Regions from separate parts of the Sus scrofa genome. Here region 1 is linked to region 2. A link is a contact called in public Hi-C data. All regions are on one chromosome and are shown on one strand. The core of a region is the stretch at or near the end of the contact, and the rest is flanking DNA. Distances in the headings are between cores, read along the strand shown. Region 1 has its middle 34 kb from the start of TIMM21. Region 2 overlaps C1H18orf63.

The links. A called contact is a pair of places that touch in the nucleus more often than the background predicts.
Region 1: a Hi-C map of fetal liver shows a contact between it and region 2, with 2.1 times the contacts expected there. The contact joins two enhancer-like sites. A contact is called at or near these places in 1 of 5 promoter capture datasets (fetal liver), 21 of 47 Hi-C or Micro-C datasets (adipocytes, alveolar macrophages, brain and 13 more) and 2 of 2 datasets of contacts at active chromatin or transcription factors (alveolar macrophages and skeletal muscle).

What each region holds. Positions count from the first base shown.
Region 1 is chr1:149,819,260-149,823,734 of Sscrofa11.1, forward strand. No RefSeq gene overlaps it. Among named protein-coding and RNA genes, the nearest start is that of TIMM21, 34 kb to the right of the region's middle. Within about 2 kb of position 2,357, at least 19 of the 83 cell types and tissues checked have an H3K27ac peak or open chromatin away from gene starts, as enhancers often do. A contact at or near this core is called in fetal liver, where this site is marked.
Region 2 is chr1:149,687,279-149,691,445 of Sscrofa11.1, forward strand. C1H18orf63 reads right to left here. Exons shown (of 15, transcript XM_013993265.2): 13 at 638-1,654; 14 at 353-442. The coding sequence ends at 386. Among named protein-coding and RNA genes, the nearest start is that of C1H18orf63, 36 kb to the right of the region's middle. Within about 2 kb of position 1,528, at least 3 of the 83 cell types and tissues checked have an H3K27ac peak or open chromatin away from gene starts, as enhancers often do. A contact at or near this core is called in fetal liver, where this site is marked.

The sequences.
Region 1 (4,475 bases), core at 1,107-3,606, 130 kb after region 2:
CAAGCACACTTTCAACCACCGTGAGGCTCCTTCTGCAGGAAGCTTCCCAACATCCAAGGTGACATCTGCCTGCTTTTCCTCATCATCCAAGGTAAAATAATTACAAATGAGTTTTTAGAGTTTCTATAGCTCTCTGGGTTCTCTGATAGCCCATCTAGCTTGCCATCTCGTTTCTGCTTCTGCTCCTCTCCGCAGGCAATGAAAACCTCCCCTCAGACAGCTGGGGGGAACATCTTAAGAAAGGCCAGACCAGCACAGCCATGAGGCATCCCACCTTCCTAGGGTGTTGGGATTTTAGAGAGGACAGTGGTCAGTGGGCCCATAGCTCTCAAATCAGTGTGTGTGCATTAGCTCTGTGTCTGTTGTGGAGGGGACTATGGAAACACTTGGCAAGTGAAAGCTCTGGTCCTCTTGCCAGTTCAGTAAGTTCTTTGCCTCACTGACACAAATGCTTCTGAAAGGTCCCCCACATTGGCATAAGGCTTTTCCATTTCTACTCTGTACTTTCTAATTGTAATATTTACAGATTACAAGCCTTTCCTTTGGACTAGATAAGCACCAAACTGCAGAAGAAATAGATGAAATTCAAAACTAAAGAAAACATAATCCCAGGAACAAAGAGCCCATTTTTAGAGGCAGAAGGATACTATGTTTAACCTTGGAATGCAGCATCTAAAAATCTCTCTCTTATCTCTTGGACCTCTAGCTCCATCACTGAGGTTTTACCCTCTGGCAGCCCTGAGCATTTTCTTCATTAACATGCCCATCAAATGTTAGACAGTCATCCTCAGGCTTCATGAACTTGTTCACGTGGGCGAGCTAAGCTGAGCTTTCTTCAGGAGAAGTTTCTCTGTGTCAACAGAACAGGCTAGTGATATAAATACAATTTCAACTGTGTTTCTAAACACTGAAGCCATGGCTAGAATGCTTTCAAGTGCCCTCAAGTATGCCAGAAGCATAGTTTATGTGTCACTTGCTGGTCATTCCTGTGCATTCATCAGCTCAAGTCCCTAAGTGTGGGAAGTGTGCCCTGATTGCAGTTATTATCTATAACTGTTAGGACCCACATTGGATGTGCACTTACATTTATTATTCTCAGACTTTGTATTACTTCACATTGCCTTTTCCCAACCCCTCGCCTTTGATGTTCTCCAGACTCCTCTTTGGCAACCTGCGTGTTATCTGAGTTCAAAGGTCTGCTGACATTTCCACCTCAACCCTCCTGGCCATTCAGAAACCAGATCCTGTTGATTGTACTCCTCGAACTCATCCTCTCTTGGTGGCAAATCTCCACGATGGCCCCAGCCGAGCCCCTGCCATTCTCCTGGACCTTTGCTGCTGTGTCCACTGCCTCCTCCTGACCCAGCTGGAAGGGCGGCCTCACGTTTCCCCTTTATGCAGCTGTGTACAAGGGACACAAAAATGACAACATGTGGATCTCACCTTTAAGGAGCTTCCAGTTTCAGCTCATCCTCTGTGTCATGGCCAGAGAGACCCTTTCCTGCCCACCCACACACAACATATGGCACCTGGGCCTCCCTTCTGTCCACACTCTCCACTCGGGTAGACTCTCCGGCTCCATCTAAGCACCTACAGTGGTGTTTGCAGGTCTCTAGCATCCACTTCCTGCCAGGCCGAGCCAGTCACTGTGGCCAGGTCAGCTCCCTCAGCTGAGCCACCTGGGCCACAGCCCAACCCCCAGGCCACAGCCCAACCCCCAGGCCTCTGGGCCCCACAGCTGCGCTGAGTTCAGGGTGGGGTGGGGGAGGTGGCCCTTTGTGTCTGCAGCTTGTGCACCACTGCTATCTGAGCTCTGGAGCTGCCTGCTTATCTAAGTGAACGTATCCCCAGGCCCTGCTCCCCAGGCCCAGAGGTGGCTCACAGAGCTGGACTGTGTCCTCACGCTGGCCTTCCTTTGGGGTGCCCTCAGTCAGTGTGTCCTGTCCTTTCTCACCTTAGGTCCCTCTTGTGCTTAGTGTCCGCAAATACCTCCTATTCTGGTCACGTGCTTCCTGCCTGGAGACTTAGCCGCAACTGCTACCCCAGGAAGATCTCTCCAGGAGCCTGAACCACCAGTTCTGGAGGACCCCTGCCCCAGCTGTGTGTCTCTCACCCCAGCTGTGTGTCCCCTGTATGGCTTTGTCAGTGTTTCCACTGCTCTTCTCTCCCTCTGCCTACAAACCCTCATTGGCCCAGGATTGGGAGTTGGGGGAGGTACCCCCACTGCTCTGACCAATTGAGCCACAATCGGTCAGATGTGGTTTTCCAGATGGGTCTCTGCACCCAGGTGACTCTGCCCTGGGTTTACTGTCCTGGGAGCTCCCAGGTCAGAGCGGCTGAACCAAGGCCTCTGGGCTCAGAAGTCCCATGTCTGCTCTCTGATCTGAGCTGGCTTGGGGCCCAGGGCAGGGGGACGAAGGGCAGCATCCTGACTTTTGGACTAGCAAACATTTCATTTAATGATTCTGTCACCTCCTTGTTGTGCCAAAGAGAAGAGAAGACATGTCTCCTTCACCACACAGGACACATACCATGACACCAGCCTGACCGGATCCCTCTGGCTTCTTAAAGCAGGAGCAGAGGGAGGGTCCCCGTCAGACTACATGGCATGGCTTTTGGAGAAAATATATTTTGTTTTTGCCTTTTCTAAAATTAAAAATAACTTTTAAAGGGTTTCACAAAGTGAAGTTTCTTACAGTGTTTGATAGGTTCCTTTAGCTCTCTAGTGCGGTCAGGTCTTGGGATGACCCTGGTTTTTCATTTGTTTGTTTTCTGTAATAAATTCCAATGGTGAACAAATCTCTTGAGAGAGTGTGGGGGTGATTTTGGAATCCCTAACTCTCAAGCAATAAACACAAGAAAATCACCCCTAACTCTCAAGTAATAAACACAACAATAGTGTACAGGTTGCCTCACTCCGAACAAGAAATGGCCTGCTGTTTTATATCGGGTCATAGTTCACACTCCCACTGTGAATTTTTTACTATTCTAAGTCATCTATTTCTTTCTTCTTTCTTTCTTTCTTTCTTTCTTTTCTTTCTTTCTTTCTTTCTTTCTTACTATTCTAAGTCATCTCTTCTTTCTCTCTCTCTCTCTCTCTTTCTTTCCTTTTCTTTTCTTTTCTTTTTTTGGCTTCTTAGGGCCACACTGGGGCATATAGAGGTTCCCAGGCTAGGGGTCCAATTGGAGCTACAGCTGCCGGCCTACACCACAGCCACAGCCACGCCATATCGGAGACGCATCTGTGACCTACACTGGAGGTGTAGGCAATGCCGGATCCTTAACCCCCGGAGCAAAGCCAGGGATCGAACCCGCAACCTCATGGTTCCTAGTAGGATTCGTTTCCGCTGTGCCACGATGGGAACTCCTCATCTATTCTTTTTTTTTTTTTTGTCTTTTTGCTATTTCTTGGGCTGCTCCAGCGGCTATGGAGGTTCCCAGGCTAGGGGTCGAATGGGAGATGTAGCCACCGGCCTATGCCAGAGCCACAGCAACGTGGGATCCGAGCCGCGTCTGCAACCTACACCACAGCTCACGGCAACGCCGGATCGTCAACCCACTGAGCAAGGGCAGGGATCGAACCCACAACCTCATGGTTCCTAGTCGGATTCGTTAACCACTGCACCACGACGGGAACTCCTCATCTATTCTTGAAGACAAGGATTAACTCTTGCTCAGCTTAGTGGCCTCAATGTCCAGCACAGACTTTTACAGAATACACGCTGCAGCGTTTAAATATCTGCTGAATTCATGGAAGCTGTGTGAATAACTTTGTACTTTAAATTTAATTGGATTTCCTAGGGGATCTTGCGATTGAAATGAATACTATATATAGAATGAATACTAAAGAGACCAAATCTTTAAAAGACTATGTAAAGAAACAATTGCCTTAACAGAATGCCTTTATAGGGTTAAGTACCAATTTACTGAATTTCATGAACTGAAATTCATTTTAGCGGGTGTCCGTGGCCCTCTGGTGGCCGCAAAGGGTCAAAGCATCCGTTCTGGTCTCAGGAAACCTCCCTTAAGATGACTGATCAGAGAGAAGTGGGGCAGAACAGAACCCAGGAAGCCAAAATTTTCCAGCAGCAAAGGTGTGATCTACTTCAACAGGAGCTTGGCCTTTTATGGGACTCCCTGTTACCCTCCCTCTGTTTAAAAAACTAAGAAACAAAGACCCTAAAGTCTTAGGTGCCTGGGAAGCAAAAGCTAGAGTAACCTCTTTTGAGCAAATAGAATTCTGAGCATATTGGTGCCACTTCCTGAAAGTTAAACACAGCCCAATACAGAGGGAAGTGAGTCCTGTCTTCTCTACCTGCTTTTCTCACGTCTGCGCTGGGCCGACTGGAAAGATAAGGGTAACAGTCATTGCGCTGTATGTTTCAGAATATTATAGACGGACAGCTTTGTTTCCATTTCCCAATTTCCATTATGTGAAATTGCTCTTTTTAAGCGGTTAATCATTCTGGATCTGG
Region 2 (4,167 bases), core at 278-2,777:
ATTATCTTGGATGAGAGTCCAAAAGGTAGATGTCCTAATGGCTGTGGAATTTTCCATCTTTAGGCAGTCTGCTGCTGCCCCGCCCTCTCTACAAAGGCCCCAGAACAGAGTGGGTGGGAGCTAGTGATTGGTCCTCTCTACCTCATCCATTTTTAGAGGCCTTACAACATATAGCAGTTGCTGTTTACAGTCCTTAGTCAAGGGTTGTACTATCCCCGCCATTTTCTATATCCTTGCTGATTTTCAGACTTTAAGGAATTCTTTGGTACACAAGATTGGGGATCCCTAAACCTGGCAATTCCAATTTGGACAGCATAATAAAAAATAAAGCAGAAGATATCACCTAAATTACCTGGTGGATATTTCCTTCTTTCACATCCATGTCCTAAGCTTTAGAAATGACGAGAGATTTCTTAGGTTTTGATTTGTCCAAGTTACGTATCTGTAACCAGATTGAAGAATCACATTTTGTTATAAATTAAGGGTATATACTTGCAGTTGTGTTTGAATAGAATCTTTTTCTTAATGTGTTTCTAGAAGTCCTTGGACGAATAATTTAAATATTTATTTTGGGGGTTTTAAAGGTCTATCACATGATAAATATCCCCAGATTAAAATTTAAAAAATTTTTCTTTACCTGGTTCCTAGAACTGGATTGTCCATGACGGATAGTACTAGAATGAGGCCTCTTTGGAGTTTTTGAAGATTCCTGACATAATTCTCTTTTAGACCTGTGGGGTATTCTGCTTACTATTAATTGGTGGTTACTTACATCATCTTCTTTAGTTTGATCAACTGCTTGTTGATGTAGCAGTTGGGGATCTTCTGTTTCTGTGTCTGATTCAAAAATGTATGGTTGCCTTTTCACTTTTAGTGAATTGTGGCCTTTCCTTAAGATTTGTGTTTTATATTTGCTTGTCAAATTTTCTTTCCCAGTTGCTTGGAAGTCAACAGCACTTTTTATTACACCTAAATTATTATTTGACACCTGAAATACTGAACTATTAGATAGTTGTTTACTTTCATTTAAACTCACAGGCAATGATTTTACACTAGAAGCATAGGACTCAGTGTTTTCATAGGACTCAGTGTTTTTTTCTTGCAGAGATCTAGAAGTCTTTGGATTTACATTTCTAGCAGTCATCTGAATGCTGCGATTACATCTTTTTTTTATAACTGGATCTAAATTCAGTTTGTCATCCTGGATCACACTAGTTTTGAGTGAAAACAACTTAGGTTCTATAACAATATGCTGTTTTCTTTTCAGGTTCTCGGGTTTTAAGATATTTTTGTTCATTTGTATTGGTTGATTTTTGAAAACTGGTATGAATTTAGGAGCAATATTATGTTGGGAGCCAACATTTATGTCTTGCATTGGAGTATTTCCTCTGTTGAGCTTTGGTACTTCCAAATGTACTTGTGCTGCCTTGTCAGACAGGGATTTCTTTCTGTTTTGAACAGATTCTCGCTGGAGGTGCAAAGCTGAGGACACGCAGGGCTTTGGCTGGCTGACTGAAAGCTCCACCTTGTGGTGCATGGCTACTGAACACTGTAGAAGACTTTGAGCTGGGGGGGATCTTATGGAAGGTGCCTGAGCCAGAGAGGACCTGAACTTTTGTTTAGTGGTTAGATTGGGCGGCCTGACTTTGTTTTCCTGAAAGGATAAAGGTTAGAAATTTAGAAAATGCAATAATGTCCTTAATGGAAAAGCAATGATATAAAATACCATCAGAATAAGAATATAAAGTAACACTATAATATATACAACAGGTAAAGAAAAACAAAAACCAAATGAGCTTTATTGAGGACTTGTGAATTTTTTTTTTTCTTTTTGCCTTTTGTCTTTTTAGGGCTGCACTCGAGGCATATGGATGTTCCCAGGCTAGGGGTCTAATCAGAGCTGTAGTGGCCAGCCTACATCATAGCCACAGCCACGCCAGATCCGAGCCACATCTGTGACCCACACCACAGCTCACAGCAACGCCGGATCCTCAACCCACTGAATAAGGCCAGGGATCGAACCGGCAACCTCAGTGTTCCTAGCCTGATTCGTCTCCTGCTGAGCCACGATGGGAACTCCAGGACATGTGACTATTTCTTATGATCTGTATCCTTCTTCGGACATCATCCTTTTAATATTTTAGGATGAAGTTGTATTCCAAATTCTATATAAATCAACTATAAAAACTTTACACTTAACTACTATCATTATCTTCCAAATGTGCGCATGTTGCTGTCTCCCTCAGAAGTCTTTTCCTCTTCTCCCCATTTTTTCCCCTCTCAGCTTCCCAGTTAGTATTTATCACAAAAAAAAAAAAAAAAAATAGGACAAGGTAGCACTATTAGTGTGTAAGTTCAACCTCCCTAGGTAGACACTAGATTTTTTGAAGGTAGGAACCATGAGTTACTTATCCTTACATCCTTCACATTCTTAAATCCTTCACACAGTTACTAACAAAATACTTATTCAAAGAGAGTATAATGGAAAGGTGATTGTAACTATACTAGGCCTTTCGGAATAAGTAGGATTTTGACACTATAGCAGTGACTATGTCTTAATCATTTTGTATTCTCATTGCCTACCAAAGTGCCTGGTACCTGGCAGCAATTTAGCAAGTATTTGTCAAGTTGACTTGTCAGATACATCAAAGAGAAACAAGCGTTTGTAGTCTTTTTTAAAATTTTTGGTAAAAACATATAAAGCATAAATGTATCTTTTTATCCATTTTTAAGCTTACAATTTAGTGGCATTAAGTACAATGCCCATTGTACTGTTGTTGTGTAACCATCACCACTATCTATTTCCAAAACTTTTTCTTTATCCTAATAGAAACTTTGTAGTCTTTAAGCAATAACTCCATTTTTTTCTCCTCATAGCTCTGGTAAACTCTATACTACTTTCGTCTCTATGATTTTGCCCACTCTAAGTACTCCATATAAGTGGAATCACAATATTTATCCTTTTCATTTAGCTTTTCAAGGCTTATCCATGTTGTAGCATTTGTCAGAATTTCTTTTATTTTTATGGCTGAATGACATTCCATTGTATGTGTGTGCCATACTTATCTATTCATCTGTTGCTGGGACGCATTTATAGTCCTTTAAAATACAGTTAATACTATTAAGTCTTAGTGTCTGTAAAAGAGTGACCTGTGACAATAACTTGAAACACTGAACACAGATTCTTTCCTCATACTCCAACATAAAAAACACACAGATTCACAACTTGAAACCTGCTAACAGCGTAGCTCTGGAGAGACTGAGGGGATGGAATTCTTCTTCTTAAGACTATATCCACACAACTATAGATGTGATAAATTCATTTGAGTAATAAAAAAAAATTAAAAAAAAAGACTATATGCACAAGGGAGCTAGAAGAAAATCTTGCACACCATCTGTGTCAAGATACCATATGAGACCAGCAATCTTAGACCAATCTGGGTCAAGAAGTTAATGCCTCCCTTCTCCCCTCCATTGCTCAGCTGTGACTCTGTAATGGATGTGATGGATACGGTGGACTGGTGTTCAACATTCCTTCCCACCTTCCTTCTAGCATTCCTTCTAGAGCCCAGAAATCTAGAATGAACGTTTCCTCCTTTGCTCCTAGGGTTCAGTATGTGATTTAAGATCACCCAATCAGGTGCACTCATATAATATTTTGAAGGAAGAAGTAAAGTAAAGTACAGCCATATTCTAAGTTTCTTAGGAAAAGTTTACTTATGAATGCTTTGGTTTTTCTGTTGGAGAGTTAGCTGAAGCCTAAAAGTGTCTACTCACCAGCTTTGTAGGTATCTGGAAACAGAGCTTAGGGCCCTCATTCTCTTGATGTGTACCATATTAGGTAAACACACCAGATGCACTTTACCACACACCACTGCCCTTACCATACACAGGCTTTCCCCTGCAGATAGATACTATTATGGGGAGAATGATTCCTAAATTTGAATGAAATACCACATCAAAAAGATGTTTTGTCAGAACTGACGGAATCATCTTAAAGATTCTAGATTGATTTTTTTTCCATTTGAAGAAAAAAACAGTTCAAGAATTAAGTTGAAATCAACTACAGAAAATCAAAGAACAGCCATTTTTGGACTATTTGGTTTCAGAAACCATAGAAACTTTTAAACAACATACCCACTCCTTGAGATACCAAAAGAAAAACTC